Regions from separate parts of the Sus scrofa genome. Here region 1 is linked to region 2. Evidence: chromatin contacts called from public Hi-C data. All regions are on one chromosome and are shown on one strand. The core of a region is the stretch at or near the end of the contact, and the rest is flanking DNA. Distances in the headings are between cores, read along the strand shown.

Evidence for each region. Hi-C and Micro-C count contacts between places; a contact is called where the count stands out from the background.
Region 1: a contact with region 2 is called in a Hi-C map of embryonic fibroblasts, with 2.8 times the contacts expected there. The contact joins two enhancer-like sites. A contact is called at or near these places in 7 of 47 Hi-C or Micro-C datasets (alveolar macrophages, embryonic fibroblasts, heart right ventricle and 3 more).

The regions. Positions count from the first base shown.
Region 1 is chr9:91,835,753-91,842,627 of Sscrofa11.1, reverse strand. No RefSeq gene overlaps it. Among named protein-coding and RNA genes, the nearest start is that of FAM126A, 18 kb to the right of the region's middle. Within about 2 kb of position 1,262, at least 3 of the 83 cell types and tissues checked have an H3K27ac peak or open chromatin away from gene starts, as enhancers often do. A contact at or near this core is called in embryonic fibroblasts, where this site is marked.
Region 2 is chr9:91,342,321-91,349,584 of Sscrofa11.1, reverse strand. No RefSeq gene overlaps it. Among named protein-coding and RNA genes, the nearest start is that of RAPGEF5, 110 kb to the right of the region's middle. Within about 2 kb of position 5,529, at least 7 of the 83 cell types and tissues checked have an H3K27ac peak or open chromatin away from gene starts, as enhancers often do. A contact at or near this core is called in embryonic fibroblasts, where this site is marked.

The sequences.
Region 1 (6,875 bases), core at 13-2,512, 500 kb before region 2:
ACTGTGCTAAGCACTTTAGATGTTTTATCTCCTTTAATCCTTACAAGTCTTATGCAAAATGCTGTTTTAGGAGTTCCCGTCATGGCTCAGTGGTTAACGAATCCAACTAGGAACGATGAGTTTGCGGGTTAGATCCCTGGCTTCGCTCAGTGGGTTAAGGATCCGGCGTTGCCATGAGCTGTGGTGTAGGTTGCAGATGTGACTCGAATCCCGCGTGGCTGTGCCTGTGGTAAAGGCCGGTGGTTATGGCTCCGATTAGACCCCTAGCCTGGGAACCTCCATATTCCACAGATGCGGCCCTAGAAAAGACCAGAAGACCAAAAGCCAAAAAAAAAAAGAAGACAAAATGCTATTTTATAGATTGAAAATTAAGGTTCCAGAGAAGTTAGGTAACTTCCCTGAAGTCACAGATCAGGAGATTGGTGAAGCCAAGATTCAAATATATTCTGAATTTAAAGTCCACATTCTTTTCATTTTATCACCTGTGTCTTTCCTTAAACGTATAATGAGCTAAGCCATAAGAAACCAAGCGGATTATAGAATTACAAAGAGTTAGTATAATAGAGGTCAGGGAGGGTGGGCCAGTATACATGGAGCAAATGGACTGTGGGGTCAGATAGAGTTGAATCTCAGATTCTTCCCTCAGCAGCCTTCTGCGTTTGGGCAAGTCATACATTTCATAGGGGCTATTCTGAGTATTCAATGATAGCATGCTAAATAAAATCCTAGTAAGCACTTAAATACTGGCTACAGTTGTTTTTGTTTTCAAGAATTTAGGAGTTCCCACTGTGGTACAGTGGGATTAGCAGCATCTCTACAGTACCACGACACAGGTTTGATCCCCAGCCTGGCACAGCAGCTTAAAGGATTCCTGGCCCAGGAAATCCATATGCCATGAGGCAGCTGAGAAAAAAAAAAAGAAAGAAAGAAAAAGAAAGAAAAAGAAAAGAAAAAAAGAAAAAGAAAAAGGAAAGAAAAAGAAAAAGAAAAGAATGTAAAGGCTCTCTGTTTCAACACCCTTACAGAAATAAAAGCTGAGGTTCATAGCCTCTCAGTGCATTTGCCAAGGGTATTGGTGGGTTAATCAGTGACACAACTAGAACTGGATCTCATCTCTTTTGAGTCCTGATATATACTCTCTGTCTTTCCAGGATGCAAAACACTCACCAGAATATTTCAAGAGAGTTTTTGAACGAGTCATCTACATGATGTAACCCCCATGGAACAGGATATTTGAAACTAGTGTTATTTTTGAGAAATCCAGATTGTGGACACCATTAGTAGTTCAACAGGCATAACTTCCTCCTTCTCCTCCTTTCTAACATAACCCCAATTTTATTCAAGTGTCCACCCCTTCTCCATGTCCAGATTCTGTTTAGTCTAAAACAGTGATCCTGAAACTTTAGAATATATGACTTAAAACTCAGATAGCTGGCCCCCACCCCCAGCAGTTCTCATTTAGTAGAGCTGGAGGGAGGCCTGAGAATTTGCTTTTCTAAGAGATTTTCAAGTTCCCAGCAGTTCAAGCCACCAATCTGGGCCTGTACTTTGAGAATCATTGATTTAGGACAATCCTTGACATTCCTCCGTTCTGGGAATGGGCAGGTGTGGTAAATTGGCCCAATCAGACCAAAGGTAAAGGTGCATTTTCCTTGGTTGGAAGATTTACTCTCTCCTGTTGTAGATGAATAATGAACAGTTGTTGGTTGCTGGCAGCCATCTTATTACCATGAGGAGACAACTGGCCTCAGTAAACAGTCAGTGCTGCAGATGGTCGAGCAGAGAGAAGGATGAGGCCCACATTTTTGATGAATTCATTGAGCCGCTGTATCACCCAAGCTGAGGTTTGGGATTCCTCTGTACCTCCTGGTATTCGAGGTTATGCAAATTTCCTTGTTTAAGCAACGTCAAATCAGAACTTCCATTACTTTGGCCATCCTTAACTACTTAATGTCAGATAAATTCCTAAAGCTCAATGAAATGAAAATAAATGCATTTGAAATGAGTAACATTTTTAATTTGAGATTTTTCTCTTCCAAGTAACTGACAACTTTATTTTTCATTAATGAGATAATGCATATATAAATATAAATATATTTCTATGCTTTAAATCACGGAAAATGCTCAATAGAAGCATGACCCTACTCTTACTGCTTGCATGACATATTGTGGGCAGGAAAGACAATTCTCTTTCAAAAGATTTGACATGATTAGTTAATAGTTGTCAGTGAGAAACAAACTCTGGTACATTGCTAAATTAGGAAACACTTGAGATTCTTAGACAAGATAAATTTCTTCTAAGGAAGCTGGAAGCTGATCCATGTAATTTTTTTTGGCTGAACCCAGGGCGTATGGAAGTTCCCTGGTCAGGGATTGAACCCAAGCCACAGGAGTGGCCCAAGCTGCTGCAGTGACCCAGCACCAGATCCTTAACTCACTGTGTGCCACAAGAGAACACTCACATAATCTTTATTGCAGTGTGGTAGAGGCTCCATTCTGTTTAAAAGTCGAGGTAGGAGCAGAAGTGAAGTAAATTCACCTCCTTCATGCTTTATGTTTTTACTGTAAGTAATAGCAACTATGATAAGGACATTACAAATAAAAAAGCAAGGAGTTCCCACTGTGGTGCAACAGATCAAGGGTGTCTCTGAGTGGCAGTGATTCGGGTTCAATCTCTGGCCCATTGTAGTGTGTCAAGAGTCCAGCATTGCTATAACTATGGTCTAGGTCGTATATTATATGGTTCTGATTTGATCCCTGGCCCAGGAACTCCATATTGTCTCAAGTTGTCCAAAAAAGTAAAAGAAAATTTAAAACGCAACATTCTGAATAAATCTGTTCTTTCTTCTAGTATCTTGGAACTGGAATGTGTGTGTGTGTGTGTGTGTGTGTGTGTGTGTATGTGTGTGTGGGTGTATTTACCCGGTTCATTTCTTCCTTGTAAAAATATGCCATTCATTGTGACTGTAAGCAAACAATATTTTTGTCCATGATTGTGATGCATTTCTATGTAAAACTTCTCTGCGTGAAAGGTCATTTTATTGTGGTATAGGCATTCAGTTATCCTTCAGAAATTGTATGTTACCTGATGAGAGAGTCCATCTGAGACTTTAAGGGTTTTTTTTGTTGTTGTTTGTTTGTTTGTTTGTTTTGGCTGCTCCTGTGGCGTGTGGAAGTTCCCGGGCCAGGGACTGAACCTGAACCACAGCACTGGCCCTAATGCAGTGGCCCTAGATGATGCTGGATCCTTAACTTGCTCTGCCACAAAAGAACTCTGAATTTAGGTTATTTTGAAGGGGGCGTTAAATTCAAGTTTTGAGTTTTTTTCTGTGTTCTCTAATCCAAAGATCATGATGAATAGTAATAACAACATTTGTTGCTACTTATTCTGTGTCAGACATTGTACTAAGTGCTTTACAGGGACTAGCTCATTTCATTCAATCATTAATTCATTCAACAAACATTTGCGGAGCACTTAGCGTTTGCCAGTGTGGTACTCTAGAGACCATGTTCAGCTATAATGTTTATTAGGGAGGAAAAGAGCGGAGGTCTGATTTTGAATACTAGTGCAAGAGCCACGTTGCACAGCAAGTAATAAAGAGGTCAAGAAGATTCAAATAGTGTTTTTCTCTTTTTACTCCCTGAGTTTCTCCTCTCAGTATGATAGATTGTGTTCTTCAAAAGTTCGTTCCTTGATATTTCCACAAGAGAGTGATAATAGGTGTTATGTTAAAAGTTCATTGCTAAGAATTTAAGGGGGAACATGGGGATTCAACCATTGAACGGGATTCTGCCTACAGGAGTTCTCAGTACCTTTAGTATGATTTGGGGCTCTCCAAGGAGTTGCCACTTTTTGCATTATTTCCCAAACTTATTTGATCATAATCTCCCTGCAACCTGTACCCCATAGGAGGTGCAGTGTTAGAACTCCATGGTACATAATTTAGGAAAGATTTAGCTAAGAGATTTTTGCTTTTTAAAAGTGTTTTCATTCCTCCTTCTACTTCATATCTCTCTAGTGCTCTAAAAGCTCCAGGTTTCATTCTCTGAAACTATAAACTCCCTACCTCCCTGACAATCTTATATGTCTTCGACACATCTAGTTTTCAGACCTCACAGACATTTCTAGTCAAGTTTGATGTCTCTATCAAAGATCTTTACCTTCTCAAATCCCTTTATTCCTGGATGATAGAGTAGCCTCAATCCACAATAACTGGGAGATGAGGGAAGAAGAGGACATCAGGAGGGAGGTTAAAGCCAGAAAGAGTCAAAAATGTAAATTTCAGTAAATAAATAAAACTTGGCACAGCCCTTCTGAAAAACTGCCAACTCCTGACTGAAACCAAAATGTATAAAAATTTAAGCCATGGATTATGTTTATCCTGGATGCAAAATGAAAGGGGAAACTTGGAAACTGCCTGCTGAATCTGGTCACATTTCCAAGTCAAGTTCAATAATTATTATCTTTTTTTTTTTTTTTTTTTTTTTGCCTCTCTAGGGCAGCCCCCGCAGCATGTGGTATGTGTCTTTCTGGAGATGAAATTTTTACCTCTCTTTTTCCTTCTCTTGGAGACTAAGGAGAACAGAGAAATTGAATTTTGAGAGAGAAGTAAGATGAAGAGTAGACCCAGCGGGTCTCAAAGGTGAAGAGCAGCAGCAGGGAAGAGTGTAAACACTCACAGTGCCTGGACGTTTCTGTGGAGCCAGAGGGCAGGATTGGGTTGACACCTCACAGTCATCCTCTGTGACTTTGAATAAGCTCTGGGGTCCTCAGTTTTCTCAAAACTGAGGGGACTGGCTGCTGAGCTGAAAGCAAAACGATCCTTATTTGATCGTTTTTACCCAGAAGTCAGAGTGTGGAAGAAGAAGTCTGGTTATTCTCTCTCTCTCTCTCTTTTTTTAGGACTGCACTCACAGCATATGGCGGTTTCCAGGCTAAGGGTGGAATCAGGCTGCACCTGCTGGCCACAGCCACAGCCACAGCAACACTGCATCCTTAACCCACTGATCAAGGCCAGGGATAGATCCCACATCCTCATGGATACTAGTCAGATTCTTTTCCGCTGAGCCATGATGGAAACCCCAGGCCTGGTTATTCTCTATTTCCTCCCCAGAGCCTAGCATGCTCTGGTGCTAAAGAGGCTCTCCCTACTTACATTGCATCTCCTGGGCTCTTCTGCTCTCTGGTTCTCTCTAGGTTTGGCCAGTGGGAGAAAACTGCAGGAGAAGTGAGAGCTGAATGAGAGATTTCTTTCCTGCTTCCTTCCTGCTTTGATGTCCTGTATCCACAAGTCCAACTTCTATGGGGTGGCGCCTCCTCCAGATGGTCACACCTCTGCCCTCTTTGCTCCCTCAGACCTGCTAATGTTAATAACTTCCCACTGTCAATGGTCCCTGGGTACCTTCACCAATTTGCTGGTTCTCTTAACAAGAGCCTCAACTCTATAAATACTCCCTTTACTAAAACCTCTTCCAAGGAACTATTTTGTGTGGAGAATTCAGTTTCCTACCAGGATCCTGGCTCATACAAAAATTTTCTCTTTAAAAAGGAAGCTATGGGAGTTCCTGCTGTGGCACAGCAGGTTGGGTATCTGGCATTGGGTCTAGGGAGCTCAAGTTTGATCCACATCTTAATGGGTTAAGGATCTGGCACTGCCTCAGTTGTGGTGTAGTTTGCAGCTGCAGTTTTGATTTGACCCCTTGCCCAGGAATGTCCATGTGTTGCGGGTGTGGCCATAAATTTTTTTGAAAAAAGGAAGCTATGAAATACAGAACTCCTTAAGTTCCCCCTCTCCCTATTTGATGTTAGCTATTAATCCTTTTCTCCTTTTCAGAGCACAGTGAGTTCTGATAGATGTATTTATTTGAAGGAGGGAAAGATATACAGGGTTACAAGGTTTCCTTTTTCTTTGTACTTATGCTATTGTTTTTCTCTTTTATTGAACTGTAGTTTTCCTTTTATTTATTTATTTATTTACTTGCTTTATGGGCCGCACCCATGGCATATGGAGGTTCCCAGACTAGGGGTAGAATCAGAGTTACAGCTGCTGGCCTATGCCACAGCCACAGCAATGCCAGATCCTTAACTCACTGAACAAGGCCAGGGATTGAACTGGCAACCTCATGGTTCCTAGTCAGATTCGTTTCCGCTGTGTCACAATGGAAACTCCTTTTTTTTCGTTTGTTTTTGTTTGTTTGTTTGTTTGTTTTTGCTTTAAGGGCCGCACTTGCAACATATGGAAGTTCTCAGGCCAGGGTCAAATTGGAACTGCAGCTGCTGGCCTATGCCACAGTCACAGCAATAGGGGATCTGAGCCGTGTCTGCAACCTACACCATAACTCACAGAAATGCTGGATCCTTAACCCACTGAGCAAGGCCAGGGATTAAACCCACATCCTCATGGATACTAGTTGGATTCGTTTCCGCTGAGCTGCAATGGGAACTCCACACTGTTGTTTTTCCATTGGATTTCATCAGTTCAGTAACTCACAACAATGCACAGGTACAGGCTTTATGCAAAAGAAATCCAGATTACTAGTTGGATTTGTTACCACTGAGCCACAATGAATACCTAATCATTGAATTAGGTATTCAATCATTGAATACCTAATTCAATGATTCTTGTTGGAGGAGATGTGGAGAGGGAGGGCATGGTCTTTGGAACTTGGATTATGTAATTGTGTTTATGTTAGACAAATAACCATTTTCAAACCTGGATTTCTGAAAATCTGAGTATGTGCACATTGCATAGAAATGAAAATGTGGTTATATGAAAGCTCAACTATATCCCTTTGGGCAAGGTGGATGGATAAGAAAAACTGGCTCACTGGGAGAGGTCAAATTGCCCTTCTAAAGGCACCACAGGTGCCCTCTG
Region 2 (7,264 bases), core at 4,280-6,779:
AGTGGGCATGTGGCACTTGGCAAAGCCAGATAGGAGTGTTACCAGAATATGGAGAGCTGAGTATTCAAGAGGCAGAAATGGAATTTTTATATTTTCTTTCAGCTTCATTTCAGATATATGGGCTGTTTCCGCAATGAGTTTAGGGTTACATGGAAGAATGGCTTTGGTTGTGTTTAGAGGGTCAGCCCATAGTAAGAATTACGAGATGGTTATTCCCCTTATTAAGATTCAGATATAAACTGTGTGGGTAGTGTTCATTTGCTCATTCCATAGATATTTATTAAGCAACTACTATACTTAACATACGAGGCATGGTCTAGGCCTTTGGGATACACAGTGAACCAAACAGAAAAAATACTCTTGCTCTCATGCTCTGCATTCTTGTGGGTGAGACAGTCAACAAGCAATAAACATAAAGCCTGTGAAAAAGTATTGCCAGTAGGGAACTGGGAGTGCAGGCATGGGGACCTGGAGCTTAGGTTTAAGTAGGGTGGCCAGGCAGGTGTCAATGAGCAGATGACATTTGAACAAGGTCCTGGAAGAGGCAGGAATAGCCAGTGCCAAGGTTCTAGGGTAGGAGGTGCCCCATGTGCTTCAGGAACAGCCAAGAGCCCATTGTGGCTGGAGAGGAGCAGGAGGTGAGGTCAGAGAGAATAAGCCTGCTAGGGCCCTGTGAATGGCTCTGAAACCTTGGCTTTTCCTTTGAGTGACATGGGGAGGGCTGTGTAATGGAGGTATTGAGGAAAGTTCGAGTCTGGATATATTTGGAAGTCAACAGAGGTTCTGACAGATGGCACTTTGGGTATCAGAGAAGGAAGGGCATTGAGGACCATGCCATAGTCTTCAGCTGAAGCATCTGAGGGCATGGAAATGCTCTTAACTGTGATGGGAACACTTGCTGTGGAATCACTGGGGGACCAGGCATTCTGTTTTAGGGAAGGCTCTGAGGCATCGAGGGGGAATGGCGAAGCTGGGACTCAGGGACATGGGCTGGTGAGCAGAAGAGAAGTCTGGGCTGGGGCTGCCAGCTTGGGAGTCCTCAGAGCACAGGTGCTATGGAAGCCACTAGGCAGATGAGCTCACTAAGGGAGTGGGATAATGAGGAGAAAAGGACAAAAAAACTGAGTGTTAAGAAGTTGGGGAGACCAGCCAAGGAGACAGGAAGCCATGCGGTAGGTGGCAGAGAGTGTGCAGGGTCCTGGAGGCCAGCGGAGCATGTGCGTCTACCAGCATCATGGTCTGTCTGCTTGTCCACAGGCACAGGCACACCCCAAGTGAAAGTCATAACCATGCCTTTACTCAGGGGCTTGGAGTCAAGAGTTAGAGAAACAGTTTTAGGGGAGAGAAACAGCTTCTCTTTTCCCATCATAAGTAGAAAAAAAAGACTGTTTAAGCAATTTGCATAATCAGGCCCTGCGAGAAGGACCCATGTGAATTCAGTGATGAATGAAGATTTTAGCAACATCCATTAGTCATTAAGCCACTTCTTCATTTGCTGTGTACATGTGGTTTGTAACCAGGCAGGAATTTCTTTAACAAAACAATCATGGTCTCCATTTTCCCCAAATCCTTGAATCTAGAGATCATTTTTGAGATAAGTCATGCTACGCTGCACCCCTAGAGGTGTCTTATTTTCATTTTCCTAATATTATAGGGAAGTATATAGATGGGGGGGGGCTCACCATCAAACACATTTGAAATGAAAACCAAAGCTCCTTGTGTTCACCAACATCTTCACCTTTTTATGCCTCTAAAATGCATTTTCCAGCCAACCATAGTCCCTAGTGTGCCTGAGCTCTGCCCGCAGTATTCATGACTTAAAGTGGTCCATTCTTTACATGATTTCACTACTCTTCCATTGCATCCCGTCCATACTCTCTGGTTTGGACTGGATCCCCAAGGAGCCGAATTTGGCTGCATCACAACATGGGCTCGAGACAAAAGAAAACCAAAGTCCGAACTCAGGAAGCATTGGCAGGAGACACGAACCACACGAAGCTTTAATTCTGCGGGGTTCTGTGAGGTCAGGCAGTGGGTGAGGCGGCTTGGCGAGCAGAGCCTGGAGTCCTCCCTAAGGTCATGAGCCTGGGCTTTGAAGGCCCTTGTGGCTGAGCCTGTGGGAGGAGAGAGCTGACACAGGCTCGGTCCGCTTATTCACTCAACGTTCATTTGCTGACTGACTCCTGTGTCTCATGCACTTTGTTTCTTCATGAAGTAACAGTCTGTTTATTTTAGTACATTGCAGAACCAGACATAGCCTAAGAATGAGAAGTCCAGAGATAAGTGATGGCTTAGGGCAGGGAGAAACAGTACGAACTGTTGAGTTAGGCTGGCATGGGTTCAAATCCTGGCCCTACCCTTGTACCTTTGAGGCATTACTTCCCCTCTTTGTGTCTCAGCAGGCTCATCCCAAGGAAACATTGTGATGTGTTCTTTGAGGGGCCGTTGTGAAAAATTGCAGACAATATGCAGGCAATACCGAATAGCATGATTCTCACATAGCAAGGAGTACATGGTAATGGTTATCACTGTTTTGTTCGTTGTATCGAGGTGTGGGTGAGGTAAGTGGTCTCAAGAGGACTTCCTGGTTGGAGGCTGAGAAACTGAGCATTTTTTGCTCTTGAAGAGAGTAGTGAACATTCGATATGCAGGCTATTTTCCATCACATTTCGCTTTGAGCAGATGGTGATCGTCCATCGTGATCCTCCAAGTGGGGTGGCCTCAGAGGTATGGATCCAGGCCATTCATTGGAGTTTGCAGGTGAGATGTAACCTCTCTACCATGGTCATCCCAAGAAAGAAGCCAAGAGAGGCATTTCTGAGACCTTGTGTGTTGACAACTTTTTGAATGAGATGAAGGGATTGGATGCAAAGACAGCCCCCAGCGCTGAAGATCAAGAAATATCTGTAAGCCCCCCAAGAAGCCTATAGACAGCCGCAGAACACTTTTGGTCAAGAACACATTTCCAGGAGTTCCCATCGTGGCTCAGTGGTTAATGAATCCAACTAGGAACCATAAGGTTGCCGGTTCAATCCCTGGCCTCGCTCAGTGGGTTAAGGATCCGGCATTGCCATGACCTGTGGTGTAGGTTGCAGACTCGGCTTGGATCCTGCGTTGCTGTGGCTCTGGCGCAGGCCGGCAGCTACAGTTCTGATTAGACCCCTATCCTGGGAACCTCCATATGCCGTGGGAGTGGCCCCAGAAAAGGCAAAAAAAAAAAAAAAAAAAAAAAGAACATATTTCCAAAATGAGAGCCTTCTCAATGATGGTGAACAGAACTTCACCATCCATGCCCCAGAAACAGGTCAATGCAGTTTTGGGCAGCCCAGCTTGCTGAAATGGTGTGTTTCAGGCTTTCTCAGGGCCAGGAACTTCCCAGGAAGAAGGGTCCACCCCCCCCCCACCCCCACCATACACACCCCGCTGCTGGTGCCCCCTCCCTCTGTGCTCACCTGAAGTCCAGATGCCAGGAAGAGAAGAAGGAAGCTGGGTCTTCAGCTTCCTCCCCCAGCAGCCCTGAGGCAGACAGAGCTGGCCGTGAGGAAGTGGGAAGTGGAAGTGCATTTGCTCCTCCTTCCAAACCTGAAGCCCATGGTTTTACTGCTCTTTGGAATTCGCCATGGATGTAAAAGACTCAGCACCTGTATCCACCCCTATACACAAGTTACTGAAAAGTACATCATTAATGCTAAGAAAGCACTCACTACCTGAGAGAGGAAACCAGTAGGAGGTAAAAACTAGGGGATTCTTGGTTTCAGATGTCTGATTTGACCTGATCAGGGCATTTCTGCTGCCTGTTAGATAAATCTGAGATGCTGCCCAAACTGGAAGTGCACATTGGGGAAAGCCACTGTCGTGTGCATTTGCTGATGACTCAGCCTATCTCAGGTCCTTTGAAAATGATATTTCCCGCTATGTGACTTCTCCCCTGCCAGGCTTCTCTTCAAAGATCCAGGGTGGGTGTGTGGGGAACAAAAACCCCCAAACAACCTATATGCAAAATCTGATCCTTCCATATTCCACTATCACAGTCATGTCAGCAAACATCCATGCTATCCAAGCAGTCTGCATTTTATGAGATAGACTTAGGAAAGCAGAAACTCCCCCAGGAATCAGCATCCAGGTCCCAGCACAGAAATACTCGCAGACTGGTTTCACTTGATCAAACCAGCCTCTGAGGCCATATTGTCAGAAGACAGAGAAAGTAGGAACCCTAGAAAACCACATGGGGGAGTTCACTGGAGTCAAACCTGATTCAGTAAAACCAAGGTGATAAAACTTGAATGAGTCAATTATGCAAGAATGTGATTAGATAAAATCATCTTGTAGATTCACTGACTAATCATGGAAAAGAAGTAATTTCCATGAAAAAAGCAAGCATGCTGTGGGCACAGATAAGATACTAACAATGGCTAGGGAAGCTGGGAGCTCTCTGGCTGTTTTTCCTGGCACTATGGGAGACTTATGGTCATGGACCAATAAGAACCCACTGCTCTGTACCCAGAACCTCGTGCAGATTTTCCCACGCATTTGTGCCTTTATTCCCAGTAACAGTCATACACAAGTTGTATTACTTTCCTCATCTTTCAGATAGCAGAACAGGTTCAGAAAAGTTTTTAACTACCCCAGGTCACACAGGAGGAAATGGAGCTTGACAGAGAGGGAACCAGGTGTTCCCACTCCAAGTTGCAGGCTCTTAGCCAGCTCCCAGTGACAGCGGAAGCACTGGACCACGGTGCAGCACAACCTCGAGGGCTTGTTTCAGTGCCTCAGGGGCTCCCCTTAACTGGCCTCCTCTTTATCCAGATCCGTGCTTCTCCGTCTTTGGATGCATCCTCAGCATCCCCTGCGTGGCTGGTCAGAGTCCAGACTGCTGGACCCCATCTCTGGTCTTTCTTTTTTTTCTTTTTTTGATCTTTTTGCTATTTCCTGGGCCGCTCCTGCGGCATATGGAGGTTCCCAGGCTAGGGGTCTAATCGGAGCTATAGGTACTGGCCTACACCAGCGCCATAGCAACGTGGGATCCGAGCCACATCTGCAACCTACACCACAGCTCACTGCAACGCGGGATCGTTAACCCACTGAGCAAGGGCAGGGACTGAACCTGTAACCTCATGGTTCCTAGTTGGATTCATTAACCACTGCGCCACGACGGGAACTCCATGGTCTTTCTGATTCTTCAGGTCTGGGCTGGAGCCTGAGAGTTTGCATTTCTAACACATTCTCAGATGTTGCTAGTGCTGCTAGCCCAAAGGACTGCAGTGGAAGACCACAGAAGTTTTTTTAGCTATCATCCCTGGGGGTTGGCCTGCACGCCAATAATCAGTTATAACAACCATCCTTTTTTCTACGTAAAACTGCCCTCTGAGTTCTGGTAAGTCTGTTTCAGACTCACCCTGTTTGGAAGTGGATGTTTCCTGAGTATTTACAGTCGGCTTGGGCTCAGACTGCAAACTCATGCCTGGAGGAGCTTGTAGAACTGTAGTGGCTGCAGGCCTAGGACTTTTTTTTTTTTCCTTTCCCCTAGCCAAGTTGCCAGGTTGTGAGGTTTGGGTCCAGGAATGCTGTTAGAATGCTGGGCAGTCAAGACTGTCTCAGCCTGCTATGCTCTGCCTCTCCACTTTCCACTCCCTCCCTCCATTCTTGTCAAAATTATTTATGTCCTCTACTGTATAAAAGACACAGATGCAAGCCACATATGTAATGGCATTTTTGTAGTAGTGACATTAAAATTATCTTATTCTTTTTTCCCCTTTGAATCTTTGAAATCTTTTTGTTCCATTTTGTTTTGCATTTCTTTTGTTACCAGTGAGGTTTCATATTTCCCCCTATTTGTTGGTAATTTATGTCTCTTTGTACCTTTGCTTACATCATCTTTCTTCTATTGGGTTTGTCGGGGGTTTTTTTATTTAAAGATTTTAATTTTTTCCATTATAGCTGGTTTACAGTGTTCTGTCAATTTTCTACTGTAGAGAAAAGTGACCCAGTCACACATACATATATACATTCTTTTTATCACATTATCCTCCATCATGCTGATCTTAGTTAATCCTGCAGCCTATCTCAATGCAGACAAGCTGGATTCCAGGTGCCCAGGAACCCCATGTAGCTGGTGACCCCTGTGTTGGACAGCGTTCTCTTGCCTTTGGAATTGTTGCCAGGTCTGAACCTAAAAAGAACTATTTTATGAAAGTCATGAAAGTAAGAGTTGTCCAGATAGTCATACCTTTGCATTGGTCTATGTTTAGTAAATGTACAGATATAGGTAACCAAAACATGGCTGTGCCTCCGAATTAACTGGGACACCTATTAAAAATATGACAGGAGTTCCCGTCATGGCTCAGTGTTTAACAAATCCAACTAGGAACCATAAGGTTGCCGGTTTGATCCCTGGCCTTGCTCAGTGGGTTGAGGATCCGGCATTGCCGTGAGCTGTGGTGTAGGTTGCAGATGCGGCTTGGATCCCACGTTGCTGTGGCGCTGGTGTAGGCCAGCACCTACAGCTCCGATTAGACCCCTAGCCTGGGAACCTCCATATGCCGCAGGAGCAGCCCAAGAAATGGCAAAAAAGACAAAAAAAAAAAAAAAAAAAAAAAAAAAGATGACAGCCTGTATCTAACAGCAGAGCTCCTTAATTACATGGGGTGGAGGAAGAGAGCTCTGCATTTTTAATGAGGGTAATTTTGCAGCAACCAGCCTAGGACTTTCCACAGAGGGACATTTCCAAATCACCATACAGAGAACTACAAATCTCATCTAGGAATCTCAGCCTAGAAGCCAGAGGCCAGAGTCTGGCTTCTTTACCTTTCTGTCAAACAGCCTATTTGTACCTGAAGCCTGATTTGCACTGGGTATCATTTCACTGAAATAGCTTAGCATCCAATTTGTAGGAAAACACTGTTCACTTGGCTTTCTTATCTTTGTGGGAGACATATGTAGGGAATTGTGTGCACGTGCTGCCACCTAGTGATGGAAGATGCTGTTGGCACATGTTGGAATACATGTGGGCTTGCCCTCTGCTGGCAGAGGCTTGGGCAGTGTATAAACAAAAGAGTTCTCAGATGTGGTCCCTGGAACAGTAGCAACAGCAGCCTCTGGGTACTTGTTAGAAAAACAAAATCCTTGCACCTTACCTCAGATCTGCTGAAATAGAAGCTGGGAGGGTGGGCCTAGTCATCTATGGTTTAATAAGCCCTCCAGGTAATTCAAATGCATGCTGGAATTTGAGTCTCACAGTTACAGCCTAAAATAATAGTTCTTGATC